2 separate regions of the Rattus norvegicus genome follow, and region 1 is linked to region 2. Evidence: chromatin contacts called from public HiChIP or PLAC-seq data. All regions are on one chromosome and are shown on one strand. Each heading gives the region's core, a stretch centred on a gene start, on an enhancer-like site or on the middle of the called end of the contact. The rest is flanking DNA. Distances are from core to core; before and after follow the strand shown.

The links. HiChIP or PLAC-seq counts read pairs in DNA pulled down with a chosen protein or histone mark.
Region 1: an H3K27ac HiChIP or PLAC-seq map of oligodendrocytes shows a contact between it and region 2, with 2.6 times the contacts expected there. The contact joins the promoter of Bola2 here to the promoter of Eif3c in region 2. A contact is called at or near these places in 8 of 12 Hi-C or Micro-C datasets (Schwann cells, frontal cortex, kidney and 4 more) and 1 of 1 datasets of contacts at active chromatin or transcription factors (oligodendrocytes).

What each region holds. Positions count from the first base shown.
Region 1 is chr1:190,720,275-190,726,605 of GRCr8, forward strand. Bola2 (bolA family member 2) reads left to right here and starts at 2,261. Exons shown (of 3, transcript NM_001401089.1): 1 at 2,261-2,395; 2 at 2,479-2,576; 3 at 2,832-3,127. The coding sequence starts at 2,333. The coding sequence ends at 2,931. It overlaps Slx1b (SLX1 homolog B, structure-specific endonuclease subunit), which reads right to left and starts at 2,033. Exons shown (of 6, transcript NM_001009292.1): 1 at 1,720-2,033. The coding sequence starts at 1,898. It overlaps Coro1a (coronin 1A), which reads right to left. Exons shown (of 11, transcript NM_130411.2): 11 at 5,855-6,069. The coding sequence ends at 5,965.
Region 2 is chr1:190,579,523-190,586,352 of GRCr8, forward strand. Eif3c (eukaryotic translation initiation factor 3, subunit C) reads right to left here and starts at 3,545. Exons shown (of 21, transcript NM_001100662.1): 1 at 3,375-3,545; 2 at 3,122-3,262; 3 at 1,681-1,746; 4 at 1,405-1,594; 5 at 462-587; 6 at 80-134. The coding sequence starts at 3,222. LOC120100182 (U6 spliceosomal RNA) reads right to left here and starts at 4,408; the gene lies at 4,302-4,408.

The sequences.
Region 1 (6,331 bases), core at 1,011-3,510, 140 kb after region 2:
ACTTAACACGATGATGTCCAGTTCCATCCACTTTCTCATAAGTGGTATAATTTTACTCACTGTTGTGGTTGAGTCAAACTGCATATGGCTGGAAAGGTGGTTCAGTTAGGAGCACTTGCTCTTGCGAAGGACCTAGGCGCAGAACAGTTTGAAACTCCCATTCTAAGGGGTCTGGCGCCCTCTTCTGACCTCTATGGGCACTGCATGAACACTTAAAGCTTTCCGGTATGTTTGTTTGTTTTTTAAAAACTCATTAATCAAATGAAAATTAAAGTTTTTTTAAAAACCTGCATCTTGTATATGTCCATTTTCTTCACCCATTCACCTGTTAATGGCACTGTGCTAGTTTGTTTTACGTCAACTTGACAGAAGGTATAGTCGAAGAGGGAGCCTCAATTGAGAAAATTCTTCCATAAAATTAGGCTATAGGTAAATCTGTAGAGCATCCTCCTGATTAACAAAACATGTAGGAGGGCCCAGCCATTGTGGGTGGTGCAGCCCTTGGGTTAGTGGCCTGGGTCATGGCTTCTACATCAGCTCTTATTTGAGTTCTTGTCCCTGACTTCCTCCAATGATGAACAGTGAAGTGGAAGTATAGAAGAATTTTAATTCAGTAACATGGTTGCTCTGGCAAGGGATCAAATCCAAAGACTTCTAGGTCTGTATGATTGAGCTGGAATGCTGACGTGGCCTGGATTACAGTATGACCTTCTGGGATGCGGATACGCCCTTTAATCTCTAACAGTAAAGGTGAGTTTGTATAAGTAGCCATGTTTGAAAATGACATCTAATTGAGGGGCAGATGCCCAACTCACACAACAACAGCACAGGAAAGAGAGGCTACTTAAGAGCAGAGAGAGGGAGAGGGGTGTAGGTGTATAGAAGTTTGGTCAGGGCAGTTTTACAGAGAGGTTGCAGAAAGAACAAGCTAGACACAGGTGAAGACAGACTGAGCCAGAGAATGAGAAGGAACCAGAAGATTAGAACATCTTGCCAAAGTTAGGCCAAGCAGAGCAATTCAGTCAGAAGCTGAGAGAAGCCAGATGGAATCAGCCATCTTGGAAGATGAGATTGTACAGAGGCTAGAAGATTCCAGGGGTAAGCCTAGGGATGGTACTGAGAAAGAAACACTCTGGGCTCAGCCCAAGCCGTATATTCACACAGCTTGGCTTGGCTACGGCTCTCATCTCATCCCTTCATCTGAGGAAATAAAAGTACGTTTACATGGAAGTGTAAGCCGAATAAACGCTTTCCTTCCCAATAAGCTTTTTGGTCATAGAGTTTCATCACAGCAATAGTAACCCTGAGATAGGAACGTAGATTGATTTCATAATTCAGCTTTTGTATTTAAGTTTTTTCTTAAATTCATTTATGTGTATGAGTGTTTTGCTTGTATGCATGTGTGTATGTGCAGAGATTAAAAGAGGGCGTCTGGTACCCTTGTAGTGAGTGGAGTTACAAAGCAGACCTAAATTTGTATACTCGGAACCCAATTAAGCATCACAAGTTTTAATCCAGTCGTCGCAGTGTTGATATCCACAAGGTGCCACCTCCCCGCTATACGCTTGCCCTAGTGACAGGCCAGGAACTCAGCACGGCCCTAGATTAAAAAAAAAAAAAAAAAAAAAACCACCCGGTCCCGCCTCTGTCAGCCTTTAGCCCTAGCGGCCCGCCTCCTACGCGGAGCCTTCCGGTTAGATACCAATGGCTTCTTCTTACCAGGGTCCTCGCCCGCTGGTCCGCCAGGCGCCACCTTTTTTGCGACCCGCGTTGTGTTGCCGGACCCGACGAGCAGGATTGACAGTGAATCCCACGTAAACACGGCCCCGATGCCGAGGGTTCTGACAGTAGAGCAGGTAGACTCCGAAGAAGCGCCCCGGTCTTGCTGCATGTCCCATCCGGACTTTCTGGGTTGAAGGTCCAGAGTTAGGGGTGGTTTCTGGGTCCTCGGACCTCGGAAAGGGCTGGGTAGCCAGGACTGCAAAAACGTTGCTTTAGGAAAAAGCACGGAACGATGGTCCTGCAAATTCCTGGAAAACCGGCAGAGCGACTTGGTGCGCCGCCTGCTGGCAGGAGGAGGGTGAGCAAACGGGGCCGCATGACCCGCTGCCCTCCAGCCCGGCTCGGATTGGCTAACTGCTGGGAGGGAACTTCCCGAGTGCTGGTAATTCAGGGGTACCAGGAGGCGGAAGTGGTGCCTTCGAGGCCGCCCTAGGAAGGGCGGAAGTGAGCGGCGTGGAGGAAGTGGCTGCAGTGAGGGCGGAAGGCGAGGTGGCGGGACGAGAGGCGAGGTTCTGTTCACGCTGGGCTGTGGCCCCGCCGGGCTGTGGTCATGGAACTCAGCGCCGACTACCTCCGCGAGAAGCTGCGGCAGGACCTGGAGGCAGAGCATGTGGTGAGTGCGATGCCGGGAGGTCGCGGGCGGCGGAGAAGGGCTCTCGGGCGTGTGCCCCATCCCGTGTGTCTTCTGCGGGCTAGGAGGTGGAGGACACGACTCTGAACCGTTGCGCGACCAGCTTCCGAGTCCTGGTGGTGTCGGCTAAGTTCGAGGGAAAGCCACTGCTCCAGAGACACCGGTGAGCCCCGGGAGCCAGCCTCCCGCCCAGCGAGGCCTCGGGCTCGGGATGGCTGCCCCTGCATCCGCCCGCCTGGTGGGAACGACTCACTCCCAAAGCCCCGAAATGTGACCCATAGTCCCCAGGGTGCCCCAGCCTTTGTGGTTGGACTTCTGTCCCCTCCTCGAATCCCCACTTCCTGGTCACGCTAGCTTCGGAGCCCATCACCCCAGCCGAGGCCAGGCCGCTCATTTCCCATTCCCTTCTCTCCTCCAGGCTGGTGAACGAGTGCTTAGCCGAAGAGCTCCCGCACATCCATGCCTTTGAGCAGAAAACTCTGACCCCAGAGCAGTGGACCCGACAGCGGCAGGAATGAGGGACCCAGGCCTGAACAAGCATTAAATTTTAAACCTGGCCCAGCTGGTTTCAGTGTGCTGTTTGAAGACTCTGAGGCTGAGTCAAGGAAGTGGCTTTTCCCTGACTCTCCTCCAGCCATTGTTTTGGCAAATTTGGATGAATTTCTTTCCTGAGCCCTCTAGGTCCCAACCTAAATAGATGGAAGTTCTGTTCTTAAAGTCTCTGGAAGGCTGCCTTCATTGTCTATCCCTGTGGTCTCCACTGTCATCAAGATCAGCCTTCCAAAGGCAAGATAATCCTGCTCTGCCAGCCCTCGGGACTAGAAACCCTGAGCATTTTCCACGTTCCCTCTCTGCAGGTTCCTAGAGGTAGCAAAGACAAGATACAGAGTTTCTGTCAGGCTGTCAGTCTCTTCACAGGCCTGCACTTGAGTGGGGGTAAGGACATGCTGGTGGGCACACTGATGGGCACAGTCCAGGTCCTGCATAAATAATTCTTCTCCACTGTGGAGCTGCGGTTTGGTCTTGCCTTTTAGGCAGGGTCCCCATGTGTTTTCCAGGCTGTTTGTAAATTCATGAGCTCAGATGGTTCTTTGGTTTAGTCTTTCATGCAGCCATGGGGACAGATGTCCTTCCTATGTTGTCAGGGCCTGTCCCTGCACTCAGTTTCTTCTGCTTCCACTTTCCCTTGCTTCCATCAAGGAGATTGGTCAAGCTGGAGATAGAGTAGTCAGTGCTCATGCCTTCTCCATCCCCTGCATCATTTTCTGAATATTTTCAGTTCCTCTGGAGAACTAGTGATTCAGTCTACACACGAGGACCCCAAAAGAGGACACAGGAAAGATGCAGAGAGTAGCCTATCCTGTATCCCCAGAGGACTGACCCCTTCAGTCCCCAATGATGGCCCTCCTCCTGTTTATAGGGAGAAGGGACTTGCCCAAGATCACATACCCTGTCAGGGTGAAACACAAGTGGGCAGGCAGGCGTGCTTGTATGCCATTCTCTGTATGAGGTCCATGATGTGCTGAAGAAAGGGCTGGGCGTGGGCTCCTGGGTGTTCTCTGCGTTGTATGAATTGAGCCATGTGCCCTCTAGAACTGCTCTGTTCATCCCAGCTCTCGAGTCTCCCACCAGTTGGGCACCAAAAGCCGCTGTCTCATATTGAGAATACTTCAAAAGCATGCATTCATATAGCTAGCTGACAGTGCTTACCTAGCATCCATGAAGCCCTAGGTTCAGTCTTCAGTACCCTATAAACCAGGGATTGGGACACGCACCTAGAATAGGACTTGAAAGGTAGAGGCAGAAGTATTGAGTGTTCAAGACCATCCTAGACAATGTGAAACGGTCACAACACACGAAAACAAACCCCGTACTCCTATAGATAGGGTTTAAGAGATCTGTTCCTTCCTGGCTTCCTCAGAGGCCAGGTCCTCTGAAACCCACAGGCAATTCTCTGAGGCAGCAGAATGCTGTGAATGAAGGGGTTGGGAGTGGGGCACTTATGGTTCCAGAACAGCCCTTTAGCCAACCATTACCCTGCTCCTTGTTTCAGTGCAGGGTCAGACTGTTTCCTTTCTGTCTTTATGGGACATAGTCTGTTTTTGTCAAGTTTTTTTTTCTTAGTTTTTGTAGTTTGTTTTTTGAGAGGAACTCTATGTAGCCCCGACTGCCCCGGAACACAGAGATCTGCCTGCCTCTGCTTCCAGAATGCTGAGACTAAAAGCAGTGTGGGTGTTGGGATCTGAACTCTAGTCCTCTGAAAGGGCAGCAAGTCCTCTTAACTGCTGTGCTACGTCTCCAGCCCAAGACTTACTTTTACTTGTGTGTACGTGTGAGTGTATTTGCATGCAGGCGTATGCATGCCTGTACACATGCGTGGAGGCTGGAAGAGTGTCTGTCAGGTGTCTGTCTTCTGTCATTTTCTACTTAGTGCTTTGAGGTAGGCTCTCTCTGAACCCGTGTTTGCATCTTCTTTAGGCTAGAAACCAGCCAGCCCCAGCAATCCTGTTTTACCCGAATCAGAGCTTGGGTTGCACGTGCTTTCTCAAGCTTACCCAGCTTGTGATGAGGGTGCTGGGATCTGAGTTCTAGTCCTTACGACTGCAAGGGAAACACTAAACCACTAAGTCATCCTCCCACCTCCTGTTTTTGGCTATTGTTTATTTCATTACAGTTGTTCTTGAGACCTGGTCTCTTCTAGGCTGGCTTTGAACTTCTGATCCTCCTGCCCTCGCCTCCCAGGGGCTGAGATTACACGTGGGGGGTACCACACTTGGTTTATGCAGAACCTGGTGCATGCTGCCAGCCAGGCCACACCCACACCCCATCTGGTTTTGAGTTGTTTGGTTTGAGGCAGTGTCTCACTTTATAAGCACTCTCAGTTGAGTTTCTGACTTGAACCCCACAGCAATCCTTGGTCTCCCGCATGCTCAGGTTGCATGAGTGAGTGGTGTCTGCTCAGAAGTCTTGTTATTTTTGTTCTTTGAGTCCGCGGCTTGAGAAGTGTCAGCGTGTGCTCGTTGGTTTCCCGACAAGCAAGTGTTGGCATGGCTGTCTGCAGGTTGTGCTGGTGTTGACCAGGAAATGCTAATTTGGGGTCAGGACTAGAGGCATAGCTAGAGTGATAGAAAGCTTACATGGCATATTAACAGCTTTGGTCCAGCACTACCAAAGAAAACACCAGGTTTTGGGGTGACTGACATTTTGGGGGCCCTAAGAGGGATCTGGATGGCTCAGACCTTCCACTCTGAGGCAGAGCGAGGAAGTGGAGAACAATTGTCCAGCCCCATCCAGCTCTATCGCAGCAGGCATCTTAGCAGGCAGGGCCCGCCCCTCTGCTACAGCGAGCATTTGGAAGTGACCCACAACCTGAATGGTGACCTTGCGTTCAGAGAACTATCAAGGGGAAGCCTTGGGGCTAGCCAGTTCACCAGTCAGAGGTACCAGAAAATAAAGCCGTTTTATTATTTTCGTCTTATCCACCATATGGCCTGAGGGTTGGGGTGGGAGCAGAGTAAATGGCTGGCCCCAGATGAAGGCTCTGGAGTCTTCTACTTGGCCTGAACAGTCTCCTCCAGCCTGTCCAGGCGCTCTTGAAGCTTTTGCACTATGGCGTTGAGATTCCTCACATCCTCCTCCAGCCGTGACACGGTGTCCTAAGAGACCCAGCCCTGCATTAGCCCAGCTTTTCTGTTCTTCCCTCCACTGGCGTCAGCTAACCTTTCCAACAGCCACAGGGCTTGGGCCCTTCTCTCCCAGCAGATGCTACTCGGATTACTGTCTCTAGGCTTGCAACCTGGTTTCTAAGGCCTCCTGGTCACTAGCTCCTTGCCCTCCAAGAATCTCCCGCTGTGCGGAGCTTGGGCACCTTTAAACATTAGACTCTTTCCCTATGAACCTTTGCCTGAGCCCAGCGTC
Region 2 (6,830 bases), core at 2,295-4,794:
AGATTAAAAACAGAAACTGGATCAAGAGAACCCATGACCTCAGGCCTTCCGATCATATTCAATAAACGTCTTCTCTCACCTTCTGAGTCTTCCTCATTCTTTTCTGCATCTTCATCTGCAGATTGTTCAGGGTTCTGCATTGAGGAAAATCACAGAACTAAGATGCTTGCCATAAGCCAAGCACGGTGGCCCATGCCTTTAAACCCACCACTCAGGGAGCAGAGGCAGGCAGAGTTCAATGCCAGCCCAGCCCGGTCTAGTGACTTCCAGAGGAGTCAGAGATACAGTGAGACCTCTAATTCATCAACAAGAGAACAGAATGTCTGCCAAATGTAAGCAATCCTCCTTCTGAACCCGTCAGTTTGTTATGGTTCTCTCCTTAGCCATATGTCATCTACTCATGCTCTGAAGTTTTATCACAGGACCTCCTAGTTCAAAACCTTAGCCTCTGGCTGACTCACCTGCTTATAGTTGGTGATGTGAGACTCAAAATCTCGGTTGTATTTTCGGATCTTCTGGCGCAATGTACTCAGAGCCTTGGCATTGTTTTTATTCATCTTCTTTTTCCCTTCCTTATCTTCCCAAAGCTAGAGAGCCAAAGGAAGAACAGGGACCTGAGACCAGGTGGCATGCTCAAAACACAGGCTTTAAAATCATCTCTTGGGGGCTGGAGAAATGGCTCAGTGGTTAAGAGCACCGACTGCTCTTCCAGAGGTCCTGAGTTCAAATCCCAGCAACCACATGGTGGCTGATAGCCATCTGTAATGGGATCCGATGCCCTCTTCTGGTGTGTCTGAAGACAGCTACAGTGTACTCATATACAAAATAAATAAATAATTTAAAAAAAATCACCTCTTGGGATCCTGCCATGTAGACATCATCTGTACCATCTTAACCAAGACAGTTAACTAAGCAATGCTGGGGACTCAATGGCAGCAAGTAGCCTACAGCTGACCTACACTCCAACCCTCAAGTTAGTTTTTGAAGACCTTTATAAATCTCTACTACAAGTAAAAATCACAAGCAAAAGGTGATTAAAAACAAACACAAAGCTAGGCAGTGGTGGCACAGGCCTTTAATCCCAGAACTAGGGAGAAAGAGGCAAGAGGATCTCTGAGTGTGAGGCCAGCCTGCTCTACAGAGTGAGTTCCAGGATGGCCAAGGCTACACAGAAAATCCCTGTCCTGCAAAAAGAAAGAAACAAACCCCAGCAAAACCCCAATAAATACAGTCATGCTCTTGTCCAAAAACAGGTTTCTCTCCTTGCTTTATCTTGTTTTCTATTTTCTAGGAAGCACTGTACATGTGAACCCCACCCCCCCACCCCCCAAGGAGAGCCCTGGCGCAGTAAAGCAGCACAGCCAGGCCCATACCCACCCCTACCCCGTATTCTCAGAATCACACCTCATTAAGATAGTCCTCCAGGTCAGCCAATATCCGGACATAGAATCGGGGGACACCCTCCTTATCCACAATACTCTTGGCTTTCCCATAGGCTTTTCCCAGGAGTTCAAACTCTTCTAGACACTTGGTGACATCTCGAATCTTCATGGCATTACGGATGGTTCGTATAAGGTTGGTCAGCTCCTCAAACCTGGGTAGGAGTTCAATACCAGATTGAGTGACTCTCTCATGGAGAAAGCAACATCTTCCCCCTCCCCTACCCTCCTATGGCCTCACCTCTTGTCCTTGGCACTTCGAACAACTCTCTTTGTATCCTCTTCATCCTCGCTCAGTAACAAAGGCCTGTACGGAAGGAGCAGAGACCATTAACCTTCAGTCTTAGCTAATATAATTTCTCTTCTCAGATGAGGACTCAGGCATGCATATTATCTCTGCTGACCCTTGTTCTTCATACCATCTTGAAGAGCTGTAACTCTAAATGAGGCCTTTTGTCAAACCCTGACAGTGTCTACAAGAATGTCCCCAAGAACAAATAACTGAAATTTATTTACAGTATGAGATAACTAATTGTCTAAAGGCACATATGGCTACAGAAGCACTTAAGAAAGAAGCAGACAGGGGTTGGGGATTTAGCTCAGTGGTAGAGCGCTTGCCTAGCAAGCGCAAGGCCCTGGGTTCGGTCCCCAGCTCCGAAAAAAAGAAAAAAGAAAAAAGAAAGAAGCAGACAAAAGGCACTCTAAGTGGGAAACGCTGGTACCTAGGTTCTAAAAGGAAACATTTCCCAAAATAGGGGAGGTCACTAGTAAAGGAAAGTTCTGGTGAATTTTAACATTCCCTTTACTTATATTTCTTTTTAATGAGATGGGCCAAAGCATTCAGTTAGCAACAGTGTCTCCATTCTTTTCTTGTTAGTTTTTCCTGTTTTGTTTTTTTTTTTTTAATTTTAAGACTTTATTACAGATGGATGTGAGCCACCATGTGGTTGCTGGGATTTGAACTCAGGACCTCTGGAAGAGCAGTCAGTGCTCTTAACCACTGTGCCATCTCTCCAGCGCCCCCTGGTAATTTTTTTATGTGACGAGTGATGGCTTTTTCACTTTGGACACTGTTATGCAATTGTATTCACATAAATATATATGTACATATGTATATCCATATGCAAGACTTCTCTACAAGTCTCTGTGGAGGTAGGTATAAATGTCTTAAAACACTACCGGCCCATAGCAAAAACAATGTTGTTTTGAGAACTGTTTGAAAAGTCAACAAATTTTAACTTGCAGAGATGGAGAAAACACAGTAAAACAAAGGTAGACACAGCAGTGTTTAACATTTGCACGCAGAGGTAAACGACAGGATTTCAGAACCAAACTAACCAAGCACTGAGGGTTTCCTTCCATGAACACAAGTCACCGAGAAACTTGTTGGGAAGACCTACGATATGGAGTTTTCAAGGCCAGTTCTGGGGCAAGAAGGGATACGAAAGATGGAATGTGGGGAAGAATTACGAGGCTGCAGACTTCGTGGCTTTAAGAGCTGATGCAATATTAAGCAGCGGGAAACCTCTGCTCCTCTGTCCTTAGTGACGAGGACGCTGAGGACTCCCAAAGTTCCTAGCACGCTGGGAGAGCTACCATTCTCAGATGCGCCCCAGCTCTCCCCTCGCCTACACGAGCCTCCGCAGCCCCCCAAACACGCCCTCCCTGTGCCCCCAGCTCACTGTTTGCCATAGTTCCCGGAGACTGGTTTGGTGACGAGCTCCTCCCCGGACAGGGACGACTCCGACTCACTGTCCGAGCCGGTGGTGAAAAACCGGGACATGGCGACGGTGCTGAAGGGTTGAGGCGCTCGTGGCCCGAAGCTAAGGAAAACCACAGAGTCAGGGGCTACGATCTCCCGACCAGGACCCCCATTGTCGCCGGCACGCCCTTCCCCTGACCCTCCACGGAGCACGAGGCCCAAGAGACACGAACCAGCTGAGCTCCCGAGTCTCGAGAACGGGCGAGACAGGAGCGACGGCCGAGACGGGCCCGAAAGCCGAGCCGGCGGCCCGAAAGGCGAGATCCGCCCGAAAGCCGAGCAGATCCGCCCGAAAACCGAGCAGATCGGCCCGAAAGCCGAGCGAGATCCCCCCGAAAGCCGAGATCCGCCCGAAAGCAGAGACGATGACGGCAGGAACCGCGCGACAGGCGCGACGACGGAAGAGGATGAGGTTGGGGAGGTCACTTCCCAGAAGCGCCAAAGAATGAGTTAACTACAATTCCCAGTGGCCTTTGCGCTATACTCGACTGGGATGAGGCCTGGCAGAGCTTTAAGATGGACTTGCTTCCTAGGACCGCCGGAACTAGGCAGCAAGACTGAAAATACAGAATTTAATGACCGCCTGGTGGTAAACGTCTGTAATTCCCTACACTAGAAAGGGTAAAGCAGGAGGATCATGGATTAAAGGCCAGACTAGACAGAAATAAAAAAATGCTCTGAAGCTGGAGAAGGTGGCTCACACCTTTAATCCTAGCACTCAGGAGGCAGAGACAAGATGATTTCTGAGTTTGAGGCTAGCCTGGTCTGCAGAACGAGTTCCAGGACAGCGAAGAGAAACCCTGTCTCGAAAAACAAAAAGACGGGGTTGGGGATTTAGCTCAGTGGTAGAGCGCTTGCCTAGCAAGCGCAAGGCCCTGGGTTCGGTCCCCAGCTCTGGAAAAAAAAAAAAAAAAAAAAAAAAAAAGAAAGAAAGAAAGGAAAAAGAAAACAAAAAACTAAACCAAAAAGTGCTCTGGCCGCCCATCTGAACTTCAGAGTAAGAATCTAAGGGCCGGTGTCAGCCGGTGATGCCGATGGCCTGCTAGGTTTTAGAAGGGTGTCGTTGTTATTTTGTTTGTTTTGCTTTAGAAAAGGGTTTTAAAAATACGGAATGCTTCACGAATCTGTGTGTCATCTTTGCGCTGGGCCCATACTAATCTTACTTGTATCTTTCCAATTCTAGTATACGTGCTGCTGAAGGGAGCATGGTTTTGCATGTTTAAGCAAACTTCCTAGATCTTCAGTGTTGGAATCCTAGCTTTACCGTTTCCTTAGGCAAATTTTCTAACTTCTAACCTCTCTCTGCTCTTTTCCCTGTGATACAAACAAAGGGAAACAATAACACTTGTTCATTTGATATTAGGAGAATAAAATGGCAACATATGAAGTGTGTGGGACAGTACCTTGTGCAAAATGAGCATATACTAGCCACGGGACCCACGAGATGGTTCAGATGAAAAAGCACTTGTTACCAAACATGATGGATGAGCCAGGAGCAGGTGGCCGAGAGAAGGGCATCCTGAGACAGACTGACGGGGCAAAAATAAAACGGGGAGACTCAAACAGCAAGTACTTGGCGAGGCAGCTGGGGAATAGCCAGTCTAGTGAGGAAAGATAGTTGAGGTAGTCACCCAGTAATTGTGCTGAAGCTGATTAAATAAATCGATAGGACTCTGTTTTGATTACTGGGGGACTGGCCGGGGCATATTAAGAACTAGTAGCTGATGTCTTGCCTGGTTACAGAAGATGACTGGTTCAGGCTCTGTATCTCTCAGTACTAGGTAGGAATCATGACTAGGGTCACCCTCATAGATTTCTAGGAGTTTCTATTACTATTTCTATTACATAGTTTCTAGGTTTTTACCTCACCCCTCAAATGCCTCCCCCCATTCAAGTTATCTCTCCCAGTACTCTCTCCCTCCATTCTGATCCTTTTTGTTCCCTTCCCTACCTGCCCCCAGTCCACCCTCTTCTATTTTCCCTTCCCAGAGAGATCCATGTGTCTGTCTCCCCTTGAGCCCTCCTTGTTACTTGACCTCTCTGAGCGTGTGGACTGTGGCATGACTATTCTTTATCCCTAATGTCCGCACCATGAGTGCACACCATGTTTATCTTTCCAGGCCTGGGCTACCTCGCTCACGATTCTTTTTTCTTTCCTAGTTCCATCCATTTGCCTTCAAATTTCATGTTATTATTTTTGTAACAGCTGAGTAAAACTCCATTATGTAAGTGTACATTTTCTTATCCATTCCTTAGTTTCTATTATGAATAAAGCTGCTATGAACATAATTGGTCAAGTGTCTTTTTGGACATCCTTTGGGTATATGCCCAGAAGTGGTAGAGCTGGGTCTTGAGGTAGAGTTCCAGTTTTCTGAGAAACAGCCATATTGGTTTCCAGAGTGGCTGTACAAATTTGCATTGTCACCAGCAATGGAGGAGTGCTCCCCTTGCTCCACATCCTTGCCAGCCTGTGCTGTCACTTGTGGTTTTGATATTAGCCACTCTGACAGGTGTGAGACAGAACCGGAGTTGTTTTGATTTGCGTCTCCCTGATGGACAAGGATGATGAACTTCAAGTGTTCCTCGGCCGTTTGAGATGCCTCTGTTGGAGGGTTCTTTGTTTAGCTCTGTACCCCTTTTCACTTGGGCCATTTGGCTTATTGATGTCTAGGTTCTGGAGTTCCTTATATATTATGGATATTAGCCTTCTGTCAGATATGAAGTTGGTGAACATCTTTTCCCATTCTGTAGGCTGCCATTTTGTCCCATTCACGATATCATTTGCCTTACAGAAGCTTTTCGGTTTCATGAGGTCCTGTTTATTGTCAGTCTTGGTGCCCGAGCTATTGGTGTTCTGTTTAGGAAGTTGTCTCCTGTGACAACTTTCTCTCCTATGAATATCTTAGGGTCAATCTAACCAAGCAAGTGAAAGACATACATGGTAAAAAACTAAAGAAAGGGGCTGGAGAGATGGCTCAGTGGTTAAGAGCACCGACTGCTCTTCCGGAGGTCCTGAGTTCAAATCCCAGCAACCACATGGTGGCTCACAACCATCTGTAAAGAGATCTGATGCCCTCTTCTGGTGTGTCTGAAGACAGCTACAGTGAACTTATATATAATAAATAAATCTTTAAAAAAAAAAACTAAAGAAAGAAATTGAAGAAGATATCAGAAGATGGAACGATCTCCCATGCTTGTGGATAGGAAAGATTAACATAGTAAAAATATTAAAAGCAAACAAACAAAAAACGGCCATCTTAGGAAAAGCAACCTAGATTCAACGCAATCCTCACAAAAATTCCAACACAATTCTTTACAGACCTTGAAAGCACAATATGGGAAAACAAGAAACGCGGGGTAGCTACAACAACTCTGCAGTATAAACTGGAGGTATCGCCGCCACCCGTAGTTCAAGCTCTGCTACAGTTACAGTAATAGAACACACACGATACTGGCATCAAAACAGAGGTTGATCAATGGAATTGAAGACCCAGATAAATCTACACACCTATGGACACCTGATTTTTGATAAAGAAGCCAGAAACATACAATGGGACTATTTTAAAACAAGATCTCATGTAGGCTATGCTGACCTTGGCTTTCTCTGTAGCTGAGGACCGTGAACTCCT